Linked DNA regions of Lactuca sativa: region 1 is linked to region 2. Evidence: chromatin contacts called from public Hi-C data. All regions are on one chromosome and are shown on one strand. The core of a region is the stretch at or near the end of the contact, and the rest is flanking DNA. Distances in the headings are between cores, read along the strand shown.

Region 1 (5,506 bases), core at 2,336-4,835, 300 kb after region 2:
AGCAAACTATACTAGGTGAGTTTGCACCTTTCTTGAGGGCTTGCATGAGGAAACTCTCTACAAGATTGCAATTCCTCATTCCAGTCTCTTTGCATACCGATTAACTCGCTCCCAAAGGAAAGAGTAAGTGAATTCTCTGCTCTAGCTGCATCACGTCTATGATCTACATTACATGATGCAATGAAAAGGTAAGATAATTGATATCAATAGCATGAAAAAGTGAAACACCACTAAAAAAATTAAATTATCAGGAAAGGATAAAATATTATTACTATTACCAGGAACAGGGTGCAATCCAAGCCACGAATTTGGAGGCAACAACGACTGGATGTTTTCAAATGGATGAGCAGAAGCTTTGCGTTCCAACATTTCACGAAAAGCTTCAATAGATTTATAAAGAAAAAAACAAAAACATGAGATTGTTTCCAAATAGCAGCCTACTTTTAATAGAGTATTATTACAGCATTGTACTTTGAAAATCTACCCGATTATTATTGCATTGGGTAAATATTGTAATAGAAAGATTGGAAGTAGGATGCTATTTCTTGTAACTAGCCTAGCCCTTTTCAATATGAAAGAGTATAAAACATCCTTATTCACCTTTCTTGAATTTGGAGCTAATCTTCTGCAAGAGCCCGATAAGGGTAGTTGCTTCTGAAGCAGCTTTAGTGGGTTTTGGGTCGAGGGTATTTCCGGAACTTGAGTTGACATAAAATGTGGTTGTGGTTCCAGTTATACAATACTTGCTTCCTTCGAGTGTGACAACATCCAGATAAATTAAGTCTCCAACAAGCCTGAAAATATAATGAACATTAATTATTACACCTTAAAAGAAGATTGCTATTTGCTGATGGGAAACAAACCAAACCAAACCAAACCAAACCTTCTGTAGCTTGGAGGAGGGTTAAATGAGGAAAACACAATACTTTCAACGCATTTGATCTCTTTGGAAGGAGATGACAACAAATTTGAAAGCGAACCAGAGACATCCTCCATGAACCCCAAATTCTCAAGCTCTAAAACCTCCGTTTTTGCAGTAGGATCTATTTTAATTTGGAAATGATCAATCCATCAGTCAAAAAAAAAGTAATTCAACGAATATTTTATACAAAAAAACAAAACAAACCAAACCTCCTGAATTTGCAGTTGCATTCTCATGTTGCAATGCGAGTGATGTTGATAATGAGGAGTGGAGTGTTGAGAGAGAAAGCAACTCTCGGGTTCGGTGGACATGAGCCCTGATGGATCTATCGTCATAAAGGGCTGCAAACATTTCCATTTATTATTATTATTATTATCAATCCTTGCCAATAAACTATGTTTCCAATGACAAATCAAATCATGTCCCACATTCCATCATCATATTTCTAGAAAGTAAAACTGTTATTTAATTGGAATCGTTAATGTTTTTGAAAAAAGGACTTATGGGTTAGATTTATTGTAATGTTTCAATGAATGTTGCTAAAAAATGAAGTGAAGCTTAAAAAATGGAAGGATTCACATTCCATGATACCAAAGGCAAAGACTAGCTAGCTATACCTGCAATCATCTCTAAAGAACAATCCCCCGCAGTGATGTCAGCAACTTCAGAAATTTCATGATAATCTTCCAAATGATGACTCGATCCATCCTTAGTGTGCAGTAATAAGTCATAGCAAGTAAAGAAACATGTCTCTGGAGCATCAAGAAGAAACTGCCTCACATCCATAACAGAATCACTCGGACTCAACTGCAAATTTCATAAACATTTATTTATCATTCAAACCTAAAACTTATATAAAACAATCAAACTTAAAGATACCAGCATACCTGTAGCTCAAGCTTTTCACCAAATTGTGTTTTCACCGGAACAGGGAAAAGATGAATGTCTCCTGCAAATAGGATCCAAGACTCTGTAAACTTTATATTTTTAATCATGAAAACACTTGTTCTTAGTTATCTTACTGCTCTTTCTTTTTCTATATACAACTAGAATCTCTAACTCTGCATGCATCATAGGGTTAAATGTGCATTAAGCCAACAATGTTTCTCTTTTTCCCATTTTCTGCAACCACATTTCATTCTAGGAATATGCAACCAACTGGTTAAAATGCAACAATGTTTCAACTTTTTACAAATTAATGCAACAAAGGTTCACTCTTTTACCAACTTACGCAACCAACATAATTTATTATGGAACCAACACAATTTATTTTGGTCCTAAAATGAAATCATTGCATATTTTGTATAAACAGGTAAAATCACGGAAACCTACATGTCTACCGTGTTGTATGAAACATATCTTTAATTCCTCCATATAGTGATCCAAGACATATCATGATTATCCTTTGTGCATATAGTTATACCCAATACTATTATCTCCCCCTGTTCAATTATTAATGCAACCTAATGACCCTAAGGACATGTTTCTTTTTTCCCAATAAGTGATATATGGATAAAGTGATGTTGAGAAAAATGATGTTTAATTTTTTTGAGAAAATGGGTAATGGGATAAAAATAAACAAGAGCCAACTTGTAAAAAGTTAAAGACTTAAAAAGGAATCCTTGACTTTCTCGATTAAGTCATTCATTATGCATTGAGTAAAAAAAAGGAAAACTCATATATAAGGTCATTCGTGTCCCCATTAAGCCCATTGGGTCGAAAAAAAATGATGACGCAGATGAGGGGAGCTCAAATACCTCTAACATCAACATATTACCACAATTTCTATATGCTTTTGAATTTGCTACATCAAAGAAATACAAACAAGAATAAAAGCACGATTGCAAACAAACAAAAAAACTTTACCTTGCTTCGGCTGGTTCTCCAAATTTACATTGTCCGACTCATTGACCTCTGGCTGCGTGGTTTGTATCTCAGCTGAAGCCGGGACTCCATTAGCTTCCACCTTTGTTTCTTCCACAGGATTCAAGTTATCTTTAGAATGACCGTTGGATGAGACCGCTTGTTCAGTAGCATTCGTGGCGTTTTGTGCCCCTTTCTTGTTCCGCCCTCTGCTTGATTTCCCAGCCATATCTACTTCCCAGTCACCTAAATCCAGAAAACAAACGAGCACAATCTATATCAGTGTATCTGAATCAAGGTGTTAATCAAAATAAACACATACTATTTAAGGAATCAGAAAAGAAAACCCGTTTGAGAAAAGACTCGACCAATCTACGCATTCATAACTCGTTTAAACAATGAAGTGAAGTACGAAACTTGCTAAACTAACAAAAGAGATAGATATCTAATGAAAATAACCTCAAAATTGACATATACATGAAAAAAATATAGACATAAATTTGATTCAGCTATCAACAGTCACTATATTGAAGCAAAACCCTCGTGTAGAAATGTTGATACGCACGTTAAAATCAGAGTGAGAGATAAAGAAAAGAAAAAGCAACCTGTATTTGAATATCACCGATTGAAATCGGCGGATAAAATACAGGGAATTAAGAGAAAGTTGTGTACGAATAGCAGCGAATTGAGAAGGGAATGGAGGGATGGAGGCTGTGGCGGCCGAGGGCGAGCGTGTGGTTACTCTGTGAGAGAGAGAAAGAAGTAGGGAGAGGAGGGGTTTGCGAGTGTGTAGTTTTATTATGTCATGTATTTTTATTTCAAAGGTCAATTAATCTCTTTTCGCAATTGGCTCGGTTTGTGTAACCTTTCGTTAGGTCATTTGCGTGACATTTATTTTATTATATCATTTCATAAGGTTTTTCTAAAATGATGTAAAGATCAGTGAAATTTCATAACCCTTAAGTTTGTTGATGTTTTTACGTATTTATTTTAATATTACTTTTTTAATGTCTGAAATTTAAAAAGGTTTTTTTTTTAAGATGTCAGATTATGTGTCTTATAGGGGTAACCTTAGGTGACGTTGCATCTAACGTGACCATAAAACTCGTAACACCGTTAGAGACATTCCATTTTATAGTTATTACACCTTGAAAAGCCAATAAACGTCTTAGCACATCATATTTACGTACAAAGGCAGACATAAGACAGTATCTCAGGGGTAGCACACATGATTTTATGGGTGGCACGTCAGAAAATTTCCCAAAAAAATTACATTATGCTGCAAAATTTGAGGGGTTGCATCGGCCATCCCGAGAACCCCTATGCCTGCCCTAGTTTACGTACTTGATCGAGTTGGATATCTTAGGTATATGAAGTAATCATCACTTAAAAGATGGCTTAAAAGGAAACGAAGGGTTAGAGTTGTGATTTACTTTCTAATATCAGAGAAAAATTTTGGGTAACTGACGTTGAAACTAAAGAACAAGCTGTTGAAACCAAATAACAAGTTTTTCATAATGATTGTCTTACTCACCATGAAGTACAACCTAAAACTCACTCCAGTTTGAATAACAAAAATTTGAAGCCAAAAATTGATACCAAAACAACAATCAACAACAAATGTACTAAGTTCCTCATCACACAAATCATCAAACTTACCAATCCTCTAATAATCACCAAAAGTCTCCTCAATACCAACCCAACCTTCCATCCAATCCATATACAGTCTCCCAAAACAAACTGGCCCCACCTGCCGCCAAACTTAAACTCGTTTATCACGAGTATGGTCTTGGAAATCACTTTGCTTGTGATTGTCAATCCGACTGATAAGTCAAACCGAAGATCAAGGACTCGGCGTGTTATGCTCAGATGGATAAAGAGCACGCTGAAAGTGATAAAGCTTTGTACTATGTCTCGGAATGTAGATTGGTATTGTATAACGCCCATGATTTTCATACTATGCACGCCCCAACAATTTCTTATTTATAGACTTATAAAGTTTTTTGGTGTACACTAGCACACTCGAATACAAGGAGTTATCATCAGAATCGTACTTGCATCGAAGTACATGATCCTAGTCGTGCACTACAACAACCCAACCTGCAACACACCAACAAATAAAACATTATAAGCCAAAGGTTTAGTGAATAACAATACAATAACATAACAACATATATCATTATATATGTCAGTTTATTATCAACTACATGCTCCAATTATAAATTATGCTTTCAATTACTCCAACAGGTTATTCTTATTGTCTCGTGACACCATATGAGACTTACCAACACAATTTCATACCAACGGCGATTTCCTTATAACACCAATAAGGATAATTGATAATTTCACCACTACTACAATACACCACTCTGGAGATGCTATTGTTTTGGTCAAAAATTAACGAACTAATTTTGTAACCAAATTAGTAAGTATGGCGTGATGTTTGAAATAAGATAGTTGAAAATAAAGTGCTTAAGATCTTGAAATGTGTTGAAGATATTGGTTGTACCCAATATCCTAGGTAGAATATAACTAAGTTCAAAGAACTGTTTTATAAATACGTGTTGCTTCACAATGAAAATAAGTGTATTTGGGACAAAATAGTGTTAACGTGATTCAACAAGTGAATTTGTGTAATAAAGCTTAAGATAGTAAAAAATGTATCAAGATACCACTAAGTATCTTGATAATTTCGATAATGGAAATAGGTTAACAATCAAA
Region 2 (5,212 bases), core at 2,275-4,774:
ATTTATAGCCATTCTTTCTTTCTACTCATGCAGGATCCATGTCATTCCTAAGCCTCACCATTGTTGGCATGCTTATTATGCCTTATACTCTTATGGAAACGGTTGCTAAACTCATATTCTGTGACGCATTCACATGCCATGGAAATATATATGTTCATATTAACCTTTTGGTTCCCACAATGTTTGTTAACTTACTTATCTCACAAAGAAATTGTAATTGGAACTATGTTGATATTTTTCGGGTGGGACAAAAAATGCCAACTTTTTTCCCATTGACTTACTTGTGAGTCTTGATTTCCAAGTTACTTTTAATGAAATAAAAAATAATTCTTGTTTATGGGATGTACTTGTACATGTACCTTTTTTCATGAAAAGGCTTTTTCTAAAGCTCTCCTCTGTTTCCTTTAAGATTAATGACAGAAAGTTCTTGTTCTACAAACTCTCCAGCACAAATGGGTGGATACTTGTCGGCAAGGGGTGACTGTGCAAAGTGTCCCAGGGGCTTCAGCACAGCATCTGATGCTATATGAGAAAATAACTACCAAAAAATAAAAGTAGACCCAATGTTAACCCTAAAACTCACCAACAACCCCATGTTTCTTTTTTTTTTAATTAAGTCGATCAAGAAAATAATGATAAGTTTGTAAAAAGGTACGAGTTGATTACTCTATTAAGTCATTCTTTCTGCATAAAGCAAAAAAAAAAAAGTACACGTTGACTTTTCAGTTTATAAATAGATGTCACAATGCTGATACATTTAGGTAGAATGGAATGAAAAAAAAAAAAAAAAAAAAACTGCTTTTTTGTCAGATAGAATGAAATTAAAAAAAAATTGTAATATAACTAATTGTTATTCATAGTTTTTTATGACATTTTTTTGAAAAACAATTGATGTTTATATATAAATAACAAGTTTATATTCTAAAAATAACTAATCTTACTTGGGTTCTGATGAGTGTGAAATTTATTTTTCTTGATAAATAAGTGAGTAAGTATAATTAAACAGCAGTGTATAAAGTAAAAAAAGAAAAGTATAGATTGTGATTAACAGCCTAAAAACTGATGCACTTACTGTTGATGATACTCTCCAGAGGCTTCGATTTTCTTGTGATGCAACTTTAATTGACTCAAGTGTTCTGTTAGTTACCACAACTTCATGCATACCGGCTATACAGTCTCCAGCAGTCAACCATTCTATCTGATAATTCAAAAAAGATATAAATAACATTACTTTTTTGGCATCAGGAAAGGCTGCTGTAGATTTTATTTACATTTCATTTTCATAAACCAAAAAGCTAAGAGGTTAAATGCAAGAAGTAGCAATGTACATCCTACTTACTTCAATTCTTTTATAAAGGTGAACAGCCTACCCAATTATAGCATTGTACTTTCAAAAAAAAAAAAAAGTGAAAATTGCTTTGTAAATTATAACATTGCTATAACTGGGTAGAGTATTTAAAGTAGAATGAAATGAAAGTGGGTTGGTATAATAAAGCAAAGGTGAAATTGCTACTGAGAAAGCAGATTCATATCTCCATTATAAAAGATAAAAAGTGAGGCATTTTTAGGTAAAGAAGTAGATTGGTATTTGTTTACCTGCTTTCCTGTCTGAATAAGTAGACAACCAACTGGAACCTTGACTTCTACTTTCTTCCCATTCCTTAGCCAAATACTAAGACCAGGGAATCTACTTCTACCATGAATGGTTAAAAAATTAAGGTCATAATGATACCCTGCAAACACAGTACCCTCTTTCCCATGGCGTTCAAGGTTACTCCCTGTTGGAGCAAGAAGATGTGGACCCTGCAATCCAGAAACATATAATTCAAACATCAACAAACTTTTCTATGACCTTAACCATTTACTTATTTATGTGTCACGTGTCCAAGATAAAAAGTGACCTGAGTGGAACCTTTTTTACAAGTACAATGACTTAGACAATGACCTAACCCTAAAAAAAACAAAATCATAAGAATATCTGGGTTTTTGCAACTTCATTAACCGATATATATATATATATATATATATATATATATAATGAGATTGTCATTTGATGATTTTCACCAAACAGAAAAGATAAAATAAACACTCACATTCTTCATTAGAGCAGTGAATGCATCCTTTGGTAGGCCAAAACCAATTGCTGCCATTTCAGCAACAGCCTGAGGAAATTGAATTTTTGAATTATATCCTGTAACATTCAAGAAATTATGATGCAAAGTCACTACTTCACCTCTATAGCAGATATCATTTTGGAACCCCAAGAATCCATGGTCTCTTTCCATTCGAGGAAACCTTCAGGTATAACCGGCTCCGAGTTCAGTTCCTACATCAACAAAAGTCATCAATGATTTTGGAAGTGAAAGATTTTGTAATGACACTTTGGTCTTTTAAGGGACCGAGAATGAAATTCAATTCCTTCACCCCCCATCCTTGGAACGATGAAACATGGATTCAAACGGAATTTGATTCCATTCATCTCCCCACATTCCAATCCCTTTGGGAATCTTGAACTAAAAGCGCGAGTTTAAGGAGAAGTCTGCTAAACCTGAAAGCGAGTAGTTGATGGTCGAGGACCAACTCTCCACATGTATCGCCACTTAGGATCTGGACCTGATGGGGTCAACGGCTGAGACTCTTTAGGCAATGATCTCAGCTTGTTTTGCATTTCACCATCAACCAAACTACGAGGAACTTCAATTCCTTCTGGTGTCACACCGACCTGTAATTTTCACAAACTCCAAATTATATTTTCTTTCAAAACCCAGTTTGCCTAATTACGATTCAACATGACAATTTCATTTTCCAGGTAAACCACACTTAAGATTCAAGTAACATCACTGGATTCTAAACTTGAACAACTATTATTTTCGCATCTGCGTCCTCCTTTTCTGATCGGAAGGACGAATAAAAACAAATAATTGAGCATGTAAGTAACTTGATTTTACATATTTTTTTGTTAAACCCCCAAAATTCCTCGGATTTATCGATCGATCAATGCAATTCAAACACAATCCGTAACACTAGGTTCACTGGGAATCGGTATATGAAAAAACCTGATAATGGAGGTGAGGACGCTCTTGGAGACGTTTAAACTCATCAGGCTGTTCGAAATACTTCTCCATCATATCGATAAACCGATCGTTATCTTGAGCAGAACATCGGGGATCTTTGACGAGCAAAGCTCCTGTTTCTTTTAGGGTTCGACTAACCTCCGAGCAAGCCGTCTTCAGTTGGGGATTTAAGACTTCATCGCCGCAATATTTGCCAGACACTACATCCAAATACGGTTCCAGATCGATCACCGGTAACTCCATTTGCCTGATTTTTACTTATTTTTCTTCTTAGAAACTTAGAGAGAATGAAAAAAAAAAAAATGGTAGATACTCGAGATCCAAGAAAGAAATGATGATTATGGTGGTGTTTATGTATATTTTTGGATGATGGCGGGAGAATTTATTTTTACGGCACCTCTTGCGTGCGTGCCCACTTTAGTATCTTGTGACCTTCCTTCCCCTTGAGGCCTTGACTTTCAATAATGGCCTTTCTTTCTTCTTTTGGTATATATTCTTTTTTTTCGCAACGACAGAGTATTAGGATGATCATAAAAAATAAAACAATTTACTAAGGCGTTTGATAGTTGCTGCCTAGAAAGAAAGTGTTGTCTGGGAAAGATATGTCTGAATAATAAATTCTGACGGAGTAAAAAACCATGTTTTTTGATTGTATATCTGACTGAATATGATCACCTATGCAAAATGATCATTTTACCCTTCTATTCTATACAACTATTTTAAATATTCGTTTTTATTAAGTTACCATTATACCCCTATTATAATTTTAAGTTAATATTATATATATTCTTCAAAAACTTTCAAAATATGATATTTACCTAAATTATTGTTTTAATAAATTTTAGTAAGCTAAAACCTATAATTAATTATATAATTAAAGCCTATTAACGATTTTACAAACACATGAAAGCATAGGTTGTACAAGAAACTTTTCCATGGATATAAAACGTATAAATTAAATGAAAACAACTTCAACAAAGCACAAAAAGATGGAAATTTCATTGAGGCATTTTGACGAACACTTAAAGTGCAACAATTCATATCAACCTTAAGGATGAGTATCTAAAAAAGGAACACTCCTGGTTCATTTTGTTTTGTTTCTTCAAGTGACAGACGATTAAAGCATCAATCAAAGGCTAGGAGAAACTTTTTTTAACAAGTAGGAAAAAAAAGATGTTGGAAGAAAATCATAAACTTTTTTTGCTTGATGGAGAAGACGAAGTCGAAGGAGAAGCTGCGAATTTGATGGGAGTGTGATCGATTTAGAGGAAGAAAATGGTATGGCTTTTTGCAGAAAGCATACCTGATGAGAAGAGGCTGAAATATGAGCGGTAGAACAAAGGCACAATTGGAAGAAGTTTTTCCCTTTCTCAGTCAGCTAATTCAAGATTTCTTATCGAGTCAGACGTTGCTTTCTAAGTCAGACACCCAAAATTGGTTTACCAAACACTTTTAGCTGACCGAGTCAGCCAAAAATGTCTGACCCGACTCGGTCAGATGCAAATCAAACACAGGCTAAATCATCCTCTGGTTTGTCAAAATTTTATGTTTGGTTCTTATCTTTTTTTTTGTATTCAGACCGTCTTTATGCTTTAATTTTGTTACAGTGTAAATCCCTGCTTAATAGAAAATAACTACAATGTCCTTAATATATTTTTTCCGTTTTTTTATTATTTATTAATTAATGAGGAAACCACCAATACCCTTTGTCTCTCCTGTCTTTCTCTAATTATTTTGTGTATCTCACGAACCCTATTACATGTTCAGCCAACACCTCCATGCCTGAAGCATTTGTAGTTGTTGGTAATAACATTTGTCTTCGGCGCCACCTGCACTCCACTTGTGCCTTACTCTCTGCACCCTCTAAAAGAAGATCCAACATGTAGATCTTGACAAGAGTAGAGAGTAAGAGAAAAAAATGGGCATGTGAAGGTCAACATCGATCATCATGAGGAACACATTACTGATATGTTCTGATTCTTGGATTTATGGATTTGATTTGGGTCACTTCGATTTATTCTCTTTCTCTCCCCTCTTTCTTGATCTTTCTTTCTTCAACACCGATTCAGATTTGATTCTCGTGTTATGGATTTGCAAGGGTGTTTGTGGTGATGATCCGTTTTGGATTTAAGATTCGA

Evidence for each region. A called contact is a pair of places that touch in the nucleus more often than the background predicts.
Region 1: a contact with region 2 is called in a Hi-C map of seed, with 7 times the contacts expected there. The contact joins the promoter of LOC111893428 here to the promoter of LOC111893430 in region 2. A contact is called at or near these places in 2 of 4 Hi-C or Micro-C datasets (leaf and seed).

What each region holds. Positions count from the first base shown.
Region 1 is chr1:175,830,354-175,835,859 of Lsat_Salinas_v11, forward strand. LOC111893428 (clustered mitochondria protein) reads right to left here and starts at 3,586. Exons shown (of 29, transcript XM_023889486.3): 1 at 3,391-3,586; 2 at 2,789-3,031; 3 at 1,810-1,871; 4 at 1,540-1,729; 5 at 1,132-1,263; 6 at 884-1,043; 7 at 601-794; 8 at 279-380; 9 at 28-163. The coding sequence starts at 3,014.
Region 2 is chr1:175,534,182-175,539,393 of Lsat_Salinas_v11, forward strand. LOC111893430 reads right to left here and starts at 3,525. Exons shown (of 8, transcript XM_023889488.3): 1 at 3,057-3,525; 2 at 2,549-2,722; 3 at 2,234-2,326; 4 at 2,094-2,162; 5 at 1,597-1,803; 6 at 1,073-1,198; 7 at 360-538. The coding sequence starts at 3,317. The coding sequence ends at 383.